Regions from separate parts of the Mus musculus genome. Here region 2 is linked to region 1. The links are chromatin contacts, called in public HiChIP or PLAC-seq maps. All regions are on one chromosome and are shown on one strand. The core of a region is the stretch at or near the end of the contact, and the rest is flanking DNA. Distances in the headings are between cores, read along the strand shown.

Region 1 (5,548 bases), core at 1,027-3,526:
CCCCCCAGGGGAGGTTGACGATGTTTCTCTGAGAAACACTTTAGAAAGCACAGGCTTAAATCTTCAACAAGGAAAAGGACTGTCCCACTAGCTTTTAAAGTAGTTAGCCGACTTCCTGCCGAAATAGTGCAATTTGGCTGAACAGTGAGCCGTGGAAGAGACAGCCCAGCCATGCTTCAAAGACATGCTGAGCCAACTAAAAGCGTGATGACATTGCTTCCAAAGCTGAGGACTGACAGCATCTGACAGCCAAGCTGGTACTGGTGTCACCTTCGAATACAAAGAACATTGGGTGTTTTGGCTTATTCCAGCAGGCATTAAACATTAGAAGGGAAATATTCCCTTAACTAGCTCTCTCCTCTGAAGCGGCTCTATGGAATAACAATGTTGTGGGCTCACACATCAGCTTCCCAGCTTCCCAGTTATCACAGGGGAGAGCTTTAAATCATCTGCCCCTAGGCAAATGGTGGGGTTCGCGAAATTTTTTGAATGTCAGAAAATGTACTTTTGAAAAATACATTCCAAGTTCTTTAGAGCTTAGGAACAGTTCATGATGTTAGGGCGGCATGGAGTTGAAGTACAAGTGAACAGGCAAATGGCCCACTGGCAGGTGAGAAAAACATCAAGAGAATTCCAAGCTTATGTGAAACAATGTTGCATTTGGGTTCTTAAAAACTTACACACCAGAGCAGTGCATGTTTATAGGTACTGTGTACTCAGGAAAGCATTATAGTAACATCTGTATGGGGTAAACCTTTCTAGGGCTTCAAATCTATTGCCCTTGGACAGAAGATATAGAAGGTAAGGAGCAGGAAGGATGCTTGATCTTAGCGGAAAGGAAAAGAAACATTTGTGTTTGGGTTTAACAATCCCAAGACCTGGGATGAAAGAGATGGCGCAGCAGTTAAGACCACTTGCTGCTCTGCAAAGGACCAGAAAGTGCAACCCCAGCATCCACATGGAGGCTTACAACTACCCGAGACTCTAGTTTCAGAGGATGTGACACCTCTTTTTCTGATCTCCACAGGCAGGCAGGTGGTACACATACAAATAGACATACAGGAAAAAGACGCATACATACAAAATGAATAAGCTTTAAAAACAAAACAAAACAACAAAACCGTGAGACCTAAACAATGTTTCCCAATACCATTGGAAAGAGCAGCTTTGTCCCAAGAAAGTCTGAGGTCTGCTGACTGGGCCATTTTTAGAATTAGAGTTTGGAATTTTCCCTTCCTTCTTTTTGCTTTGAAAATGCAGAGATTCGATCATGGTTGAGATGTGAAGAGTTACCTAAATTAGATGAGGACAGGCAAAGTAACAGAATGGAAGACTCAGCTGTCCCACAGCTACCTCAAAGCTGGAGATCTTCAACAAGTAAGACCAAGTGCCAGTCATCTTGCTGTAATCATAGACATTTGGATCTAACAGGGTTTAAGGCTAGTAATAAAATCATAACTGCTATAGGAGACCCTATATTTGAATTAGTGCCTTCTACCCATATAACAATCCAACTAAAGGGAATTAATAACTGAAAGGGACCATGATCCTGCTGGCTCACCATTGTATTCTCAGCTGCTGTCACCTAGAGGAGGAACAAATAATAGTGTTTCAATAAATGAAGGTGTATGTGAGTCCCCACGTTGACAGGTAAGTAAACTGCCACTGAAGTCTGAAAGGGAGCCATATCTAAACAGCCATTTATGTTGTTGGATGTGCTGACAGATGCCACAAGCTCCTGTTTCTTATTTGTGCTGCTCTGTCGTCTTCTTCTTCATTCAGAGTCACCTCTAAGCACTTCCACGTGTGCTTCCCAACTTGTGGCCCTTTCCAAACTGAAGACCACCGCTCTTGTGTAAGCTAGGTAGCTCTTTGCAATTAAGATAATATAATAAGGCAAACTGGTATCGTCCTAGTGGCCTTGGCAGATTATATAATATTCAAAATGGATCGTTTGCCAGGTGTGGTGGCATATACCTGCGATTCCAGCCCCTGAGAGGTAGAGAGAGGAGAAGGGGAGCTTAAGTCATTCTCAGATACACAGGGAGTTCAAGATCAGCCTGGGCTATGAACCATGTCTCAAAACAAACAAACAAACAAACAAACAAACAAACAAACAATGACTACTGATAGAGGGGTGAATTGTGGCCCTCAAAATATGTTTCAATCAGTATAACCTCACTTGGAAAAAACCCAACTCTTTACAGGTATAATTAAGTGCCTCAAGATTAGGTCACTGTGGACTATTTAGATAATTACCTTAGTCCAATGCTAAGTATCCCTATAGGAGCAGAAGAGGAGAAAGTCCTGTAAAACATAAATGTTGGAGCCATGCGGTCATAGGTCAAAGGCTGTCTGAAGTCACCAAAGCTGGAAGAGGCTGTGGAACTCTCTCTTGGATCTTTCATGGGATGATACAGATGGCTGGTACCTTGATTTTGGGTCTCTGGCCTCCAGAATTGTGAAAGGACAGATTGCTTGCTTGTTTGTTTGAGTGTACATGTATGTGTGAGTATCTGCCACAGGTGGGTAGTTGCCCTTCAGAGGCCAGAATAGGGTATTGGTGTTGTGGATTGTAAGCTGTTCCACAGGGATGTTGGGAACCGAACTCAGGTCCTCAGGAAGATCAACAAAGCACTCCTGATGCTGAGCCATCTCTGCAGCTCCAGAGAATACGTCTGAAACTACCGTACTTGTAGCATTCTTTTTATAGTAGCCCATGGAAACTGATTTTTAATCTGTTAAGCAAAACTGAGTCAAAATAAGGCAAAGGGTTCAACAAAATCACAGGTTGTAAACTTTGTACTTATGTACTTATGTAAATATTCAATCTGCTAGCACATACACCTTCTATACATGTGCCACTTGAACACCAGTGTTCATATCATGGAGAGGCAGCATTATACCGAAGACTTGTGTTTTGATTTCCTCACAGATAATAAACCTTGTCTCCTTTCTGAGAGCATACCACTCCCATACATCAGTCAGGAACCATGAGGTGTTCAATTGCCCATGACAATTTTTCTAAGTGCAGTATTAGAAGCCAAGTAGGGATTACATAGAGATAGATGCACATTACAGCTGTCCCTGAATAAGCCACTCTTGTCTTATTTATTATGATCTTGCAGAAGCACTTGTTCAAGTCCAGTCAGCAAACACTGGGCATGTAGCAGGTGCCTGGGACCCCACCAGGTGCTGAGCGGGCAAAGAGGAATCCAAGTTCTTGCAGTCTGATTCACTGAGACACTTAGGACTCAGGCACAGTGTATGTGATAGAGGAGAAAGCACAGGTAGGAGATACCTTCACATAGGGTGCAGTAAGAGAAGATGGGGTGGTGTCTTGAAGTCTTAGCTAACAGAATGAGAGTTGAGGATATATTGTAGGGGGAACAGCTGCTTGGAACATAGAGGTCCGGTATGATCTTTAGTCTGTGTTGTCAACTAAATAAAATCTAGAATCCCCTGGGAGACAAGCCTCCAGACATGCCTTCAGGGATTATTTTGATTAGGTTGAGTGGAATGAGAAGATTTGCTCACTGCCACTGCAGGTGGTGCCATTCCCTAGGCTGCATATCTGAAAGCTAGCTGGGCACAAGCATTCATTGCTCTCTGCTTCTTGACATGAGTAGCTGTCTGGAGCTCCTGGTGACGTGACTTCCCCACTATGATGGACTGTGACATTGAACTGTGAGCCAGAAGAGACTCATTCTCCCTTAAATTGTTTTTGTCAGGATATTTTATTACAGCAACAGGAAAAGGAGCTAACACACCTAGAAATTAGCAAGAGAATGCCTGGATTAAAGAATTCTACTGTGGGCAGGCCTGGGGAGCCAGCAGGGTAATGAAAGTAAAGAGCCTTAGTAAGGAGCTTGAGTTTCTTCCTTAAAACCAGAGGGAAAGTCTTCCTACCAGTTAACATGATAGGATCACATTGCTTTTAGGAAAGAAAATCTGCAAGTGTCCACTTCTACCTAAGAAAGGGACAGGAAGACCTGTCGTTCAGTTCAGCTATAGTGTGTATACCCAGTGTCTGCAAGGTCCTGATTTGATCCCCAGTGCTAAAAGGCAGAAAATGGGGCAGGATTATCAGGAAAGAGGCATTAGTCTTGGGGTGGAAAGGAGGTTTGGAGGATACATTAAGGGTTGCTTTGCAGGACTGGCTGAGAACAAAGCAAGGAAAAGCAGAAATTGAGACTTCTCTCCAGTTTTGATCTCCTAAAGATCAACCCCAGGCTTCCTATTCATCCCTGTGCCAGCCTAGCCACTTGTATAAAATAAGTCCTCAATTTATTCCCAGGTTGCTATTGGAGACTGGAGTTCCGGGTACTCTCCACATACTCCTAGAATCCCCTTCGCTTTCAAGTACATAAAGGTGCTGGGAGGCATGACTGACAGCTCTCACAGGCCATTCCTGGTTTTGTTCGTCTGCCGTTTAGTGGCTTCTTACTGGATTAATGGCCTGGTACATGAATCACAGTGACTGTCAGAGCAGAATGGAGTGCTGACTAGAGATTTGTTTTTGCTCTCTCCTGACTGTTGCTATTCTGAGCTTCAAGCAAGGGTCAGATAGCAGTGTAATTGCAAATACCACCTCCCCTGCTTGCAGCTCTCTCACAGGCATTGGTAGCATACATACATACATACATACACGTACACCACATACATGACAAAGACACTGTTCATTTCTATCTCAATATAACCTCTAAAGGAATCTCAATACCTTTCTAAATCTTTTTTTTTTTTTTTTTTTTTTTGACTGGGTGGATCAGCAAATGTAGCACTGTGCTCTTGGAATGCAGGACAAAGTTCACCTGCAGACTTGCTTCCCGAGGCCAAGGTGCCTCCAGTGTTCCTTGACTGGCTTTTATACCAAGAAGAGAAGGAAGGCAGGAAAACAGGAGTGCCTTCTGCAGAGGGGTGACTTGAGGCTGGGGCACCCTGAATCCTGCCAACTTGGGGTATCCAAGTACCATTGTGCACTGGGCTGGACTCAGGTGGGTGAGAGTCTGTGTGAGTGCAGAAGAAACAGCCTCCTCCAAAGATGGTTTTCAGCGAACCGGTTCTCTTTATTGGTGGTGAACAAGGGCTATACCAACCTCGGGGCGTGGGAAGTGGGCTTTGGGCTGAGTGTACATTACAGGCTGGGGCTGGGGGGGCTAGAGAAGCTTCATTTGCATGAAGAGGAATTCCAAGTTCTTATTGGACATGTCCCTATAGGGAAAGAGGAAGGTTAGCCTGTAATTTGGTCACCCGGTTATGTGACTACCTCAAGGGTGGCAGGAATGGGGGGTCATCAGGCTTCTGTACACTGGGTCATGCAGGCCCAGAGCAAGGAGGAAGCAGTCATACTCCCGCAGATGAGATTTTTCTGGGATTGGACAAGTCTATACCTCATTCTTGCTCCAGACTGACTCCTCCAGTCTAACTACTTTCCGACCCCACAAAGTCTGGAGGAGGAGGCAGGTTGAAATGGATCTAGAGATAATCCGGATTCAGTCAACATTTTGGAGGGAGAGCTAGAAGATATTCTAAGGGTCTTAAGGGTCTT
Region 2 (5,548 bases), core at 1,398-3,897, 97 kb after region 1:
TATAGGGGGCTTCCTGGCCAGCTCAGCAGGGCATCAGGGTCCAGATGTGAGCATTGCAGGGTATTTGAACAGGGTGTTTGGGAGGGAGAGCAAAAGAACACAGAAAGAGAGGAAGGAGGCAGTTTCATTGGGACAGTTGTACAGAGACTAGTTGCAGAGAGAACAAGCCAGACACAGATGAAGACAGAACGAGCCAGTGAATGAGGAGACACAAGATTAGAACAGATTGCCAAAATTAGTATGAGGTCAAGCAGAACCATTCAGGAAAGGCCAAGGAAGAGAAACCAGATCAAATCAGTCAGCTTGGAAAGGAGTTTGTGAGCCAGAACTGCTGGGTTGAACAGGCAGTTAGAGTTCAGAAAGAACAAGAAAGGGTGAGCTTATTCACCAAGAAGTCTCAGAAGCTGAAAACATTCTAAGTCCAGATATATGGAGGCCAGAAGCTTCCAGGACCAGGCCTAGGTCAGCAGATTGAGACCATAATCCTTCCAGACAACAGTTGGATAGGCAAATAAAAAGTACTTTTACATCTGTGACTGGAGTGGTAAAGCAAAAGACCATATTCTACCAAGCATCTGGAAATTTACAGGGAAGGCTAATAGGCAGAGCTACTTGTTGCAGAAAACACCATCCTTGTGGAAAAGGATGCCCCAGTAGTGACTACACATCTCCATCATGATGACTGTCGTATCAGTCATCTCTGTTGCTTGTGTTTGATAGGACCAAAGTTTTTCAACCAGAAGATAGAGACAATGCTAAGACATTCTCTACAAAAGATCTGGCTTCACTCATTGTGTTTGAAGGAGATTTGGAGAGTGGAGTTCTCTGAGGATAATGGGATAGTCTTCCTGGTACTTGTAGGATTTTACTGATTTGTCCAGAGACTCTGTGGGAAGAGTTTCCGAATTCATTGGGTCTTAGGATCAAACTCTGAGTGACAGGACAGGCAGCCAGAGTCCACCCCTGTGCTCGGGTCTATTTTCAGTTTCCATCAGAATCCTTCCAAGGATTTCAGAGTATTTCTGCCCCCAGTATTTCCCAGTATGAAGTAAAGACTCTATTAGGCAATAAAAACACTCATAACTTACTGATGATTATCATAACCCTGTTAGCAAATAAATACATAGATGTCTATCAACCATAGTTAACACCTCATAACATTCCAGTTACCGATGGGATGTGTACGTAAATGTTCCCCCACCCCACCCGCAAAAAAAAAACCCTAAAACCTAGGATCTTGGTGATGTTGTAGCCTCCCCAGTTTTTTAAATTTTACTCTAATGCCTATGCAATAAAATCCCCTAGTGGCAGAGTTTCTAGAATTTGTGCCTGTTGTAAACTGGTGAATAACTGTGTACCTAAATCTAAGGTGTGGGATTTTTCTCACCAAAGTTTTTCCTCAGAAAAGAGAAGACTGTATCATTTTTGAAGGCTGCTTTATTATCATAATTATATACCTCCTCATGTACCTTATTCAGATCAGAGTGTGTGCATGTGCATGTGTGTATACACGCATGTACGCGTGTTACAATTTGCAATTTCATTGACAGATGTGTGTATGAATGAGCCTTGACTACTACTACCACTGTTTGGAATTAGATAGACTGATCTCTCCCACTTGGTTATTTTCTTTTAAAATTATTTTAGCCATTTCTTTGCCTTTCCCTATAAAATTCAGAATAATACTTTGTATATCTGGCTGAGATTTTGCTAGAAACTGCACTCAACCTGTCTGCACTTAACCTGGTAGGAGGTGGCATCTTTACTGTGTTCCGTTTCCCGTGTAATGAACAGACCACGCTTCCACATTTATTTAGATCTTTCTTGATTTTTTTTTCAACCACATTTTCTAGTTTTCTGCTCATGAGACCTGTGTACGTTAAACAAATACATGCTTCTTTTGCTTGGAAATTCTAAGTGGTATTCTAAATTTTATGTTTAGACAATCACTGCCAGGGTATGTTAGTCTCATATCCTGAAACTTACCAAACTCAAGTTAACCTAGAAGTTATTTAAAAAGTGTACATTCTTTGATATTTTTTATGTAGACAACTGCCACTGGCAAATGGCGACATTCTTTTCCTGAGGTACAAACGAGAACGAGAATTCAATAATTACGTGTAAGAGCAAGTGTTAGATGAGCTCCAGGCATGGTGAGGCATGTGTTTGTAACCCCAGCATTTGGGAGGTAGAGGCAAAAGATTAGGAGTTCCAGGCTACACTCTGCTACTGGGGAGTTAGAGGCTAGCCTGGACTACATGAAACCCTGTCAGAGAACAGAACAGAACAGAACAGAACCAAACCAAAAGACTAGACAGTTCTTTGGCATTGTTAAACGCAATAGAGCTGCTGTGCTGTGTGGTTCAGCCATTGTTTACCTCTTTGTTGCTCTTTTGGATCTATAATCTAATCAGATCTTTGTTCTAAAGATTCATCTCTTCTCCTGGTTATAGGTGCTCTCTTGGCATAGGCCTTCCAGCTTCACCCCAGAACCCCCACGGGTGTGTGTGTGGGTGGGTGGGTGGGTGGGTGGGTGGGTGTCCTGCTTAGTTTCTCACTCTGGGTCTGACGGCGGCATGGCTCCTCCAGGACGCGTGGGGCGCTGTGGGTTCCGCGTGCCGCGGCGGCGCTCTTTCTCCGCCTCCTTGGTTGGGACAGAGGCTTTCGGGACTTCGGCAGAAAGATGGCGGCGCCCATGGACTGTCTTGAGTCCCTGGAGGGTGATGGCGACGCGGGGCGTAGGGCGTCCGGGGTAGAGGTGGCGCTTCCCTCGAACCCCACGGCTCCTGCCCCGCTGTGCCCGCACGGTGGGTCGGCGTCTGCGCTCAGCCTTGCCGGCGGCGCCAATGGCGAGGCTTGGGCTAGGTGCTCTGCGGGTTTTTCGGATTTGTGTCTGGAAGAGAAGGCTTTTTCCCACCCCCTCTTCCTTACCTTGTGTGATGCGTGAATAACACCCGGTTTCAGAAAGTGTTTGTCACTCTATTTAGTAAACCCCCAGAGAGGTCCTGGCTGCTGGAGCTTTGTCTCCAGAGCTGTTAGCATCTCTGCTTTGGGGGACAGGTTAGGGAGAAAGCCGAACGTAGAATGCACGGGGCTGAAGGCTTCTTGCTGACAAGTTCTTAGCGGAATTTAATTTGTTGAATTGATGGGGTTTTATTGTTTTGAAGTTAGAATAAACAACAAAACCCTGGAAGCCTAATTAAGTTTACTTCTTGCGGCTTTCCAACTGTAAAGCTCAGGGTTTCACTGAAAATGGTAACGGCAAACCTTGCAGTTCTCCGGGCTTTCCCCCTTGTTTTATTCGCGTTTGTTCTTTTAAGCATACTTTCGTCATGGACCCCAGCTGTTGACTATTGTAATGTAAACAGAAAGCATTTTCTTTTTGAAGAGAGCAGTTTTAAAAATTATTTCTAATATTCAAATGCATCAGTGTTGCAATGGAAGAAAATAAGATTTATCAAAGAGGATAGTACATTGAATTATAAATTATGTATAATGCCTAAATAAGTTTTATTTAAGGCAGAGAAACTTGGTGTAGACTACTGCTTGATACTTATTTTTTCTTCCTATTCTGGAACTAGGGCCTACTCTTCTCTTTGTAAAAGTGAACCAAGGGAAGGAAGAAACACGAAAGTTTTATGCCTGCTCAGCCTGTAGAGATAGAAAAGACTGTAACTTTTTTCAGTGGGAAGATGAAAAGGTACAGTAACATTTTGGCTAGTTTTACGGAGAATGAACCAGTAAACATGAAGTTTAAGCATTATATAAAAGGATTTCTTTATTTTAGTGCATTTGGTATTTTTAAAGATTTTTTTTTTCCTTTTTTTTTTTTTTTTTTTTTTTTTTTTTTTTTTTTTGAGACATTGTTTCTCAGTGTAGCCCTGGCTGTCCTGGAACTGATTCTGTAGACCAGGCTGGCCTGCCTTTGCCCCCTGAGTCCTGGAATTATAAATGTGTGCCATCACTGCCCAGCTTAATGATTAATTATGTGTATATGTGTGTGCACCTATTTATTGGTATGCACACATGAGTGCAAGTACCCATGGATATCAGAAGAGATCCTCCGATCCCCTAGAACTGCAGTTACAGTCAGTTATGAACCTCCTGATGTGGGTGTTTTAAATAGAGTTAGGTCTTAAGGTAGTGTTTGATCTCAACTACTGGGCCATCTCTCTCACCCCAAGATAAATATCTTAGGAGGGATGAAAATTTCATGCTTTGGATTTTGTTTTTAAATTCTGGGCATTAAAGTTAATACTTAACTCTGAACTTTGATACAGATGTGTTATTGTCTTAAATGAAAATTAGTTCCCTATAAGATTTGATGTGTTAGTATTGGGTAGTCAACTTACAACTTCAGTTTTGCTATTTATTAGTTTCTTTTGGTTTGTTTTTGGTTAGTTTTTGGTATCTTCCTGTGTAGCTCTGACTGTCCTGGGTCACTATGTAGACCAGGTTGAACTCAAATTCACAGAGCTCCACCTGCCTCTGCCTCCTGAGTGTGCCATTACTCCTTGCAACTTCTAGTTGGTAATGAGAATATTGAAAAACAACAGTTATTTATTTCACAAGAGTTCTAGAGATTGGGAAGTTCTAGATAAAGAGGGAGTAATATTGATGGTGTGTTCTGCCCTTCTGATAAACAAACAAACAAACAAACAAATACACAAACGTTTGTTCTGTCTTTCAGTTGTCAGAAGCTAGACTTGCTGCCCGAGAAATTCATAATCAAAAATGCCAGCCTCCTCTATCCCGGGCACAATGCATAGAAAGGTATTGGTATGATGTCTTCTTTTCCTTATTGCTTTGTCAGTGATGTTGCTTTTTAAACTTACCTTCATTTATTTTTTTTTACACTTTCCATTTTAATGATTTGCAAGTGTACAATTCACTGGTATTGATTTTATTCACAATTTGTGCAACTGTTTCTTCTGTGTTCTAAACATTTTTAATCACATCAAAAAAAATCAGAAAATTTTCACAATGAAGTAATAACTCCTTATTCTATTTACTCCAAACCTTGGTGACCTCATTGTGGCTGTGAATTTGATTATTCATATATTATTCATTATTCATATATTATTTGTTCTTTTTTTTTTCTTCGAGACAGGGTTTCTCTGTGTAGCCCTGGCTGTCCTGGAACTCACTCTGTAGACCAGGCTGGCCTTGAACTCAGAAATCCGCCTGCCTCTGCCTCCCAAGTGCTTGGATTAAGGGCGTGTGCCACCACGGCCTGGCTTTATTTGTTCTTGATATCTATGATTTTTACATTTAGTATGTTTCCAAGGTACATCCATGTTCTTTATGAGTATTCCGCCTTCATGTAGGTCTGTGTAATATATTTGTACCTTGTACCTATGGAGGCCAAAAAAGGGCATTGGATCCCATGAAACTGGAATTAAAGATTATTGTAAGCCACCACATTCATGCTCGGAATAGACCCAGGTCCACTGGAAGAGCAGTATCTGTTCTTAACGGATGAGCCATGTTTCCATCCCCCTTGTTTGTTTGTTTGTTTTTAAATCGGATATCACTATATAGCTCTGGC

What was found. HiChIP or PLAC-seq counts read pairs in DNA pulled down with a chosen protein or histone mark.
Region 2: an H3K4me3 HiChIP or PLAC-seq map of intestinal villus epithelium shows a contact between it and region 1, with 8 read pairs. The contact joins the promoter of Zcchc4 here to the enhancer-like site in region 1. A contact is called at or near these places in 4 of 39 promoter capture datasets (the 3T3-L1 cell line, cranial neural crest and hematopoietic stem and progenitor cells), 8 of 484 Hi-C or Micro-C datasets (CD4 T cells, the HL-1 cell line, brain and 5 more), 2 of 115 datasets of contacts at active chromatin or transcription factors (embryonic stem cells and intestinal villus epithelium) and 3 of 9 other capture datasets (adipose tissue, liver and pancreatic islet).

The regions. Positions count from the first base shown.
Region 1 is chr5:52,683,430-52,688,977 of GRCm38.p6, forward strand. No RefSeq gene overlaps it. Among named protein-coding and RNA genes, the nearest start is that of Sepsecs, 17 kb to the left of the region's middle. Within about 2 kb of position 2,277, at least 2 of the 459 cell types and tissues checked have an H3K27ac peak or open chromatin away from gene starts, as enhancers often do. A contact at or near this core is called in intestinal villus epithelium, where this site is marked.
Region 2 is chr5:52,780,408-52,785,955 of GRCm38.p6, forward strand. It overlaps Zcchc4 (zinc finger, CCHC domain containing 4), which reads left to right and starts at 2,648. Exons shown (of 13, transcript NM_001308144.1): 1 at 2,648-2,807; 2 at 3,582-3,700; 3 at 4,691-4,773. The coding sequence starts at 2,684.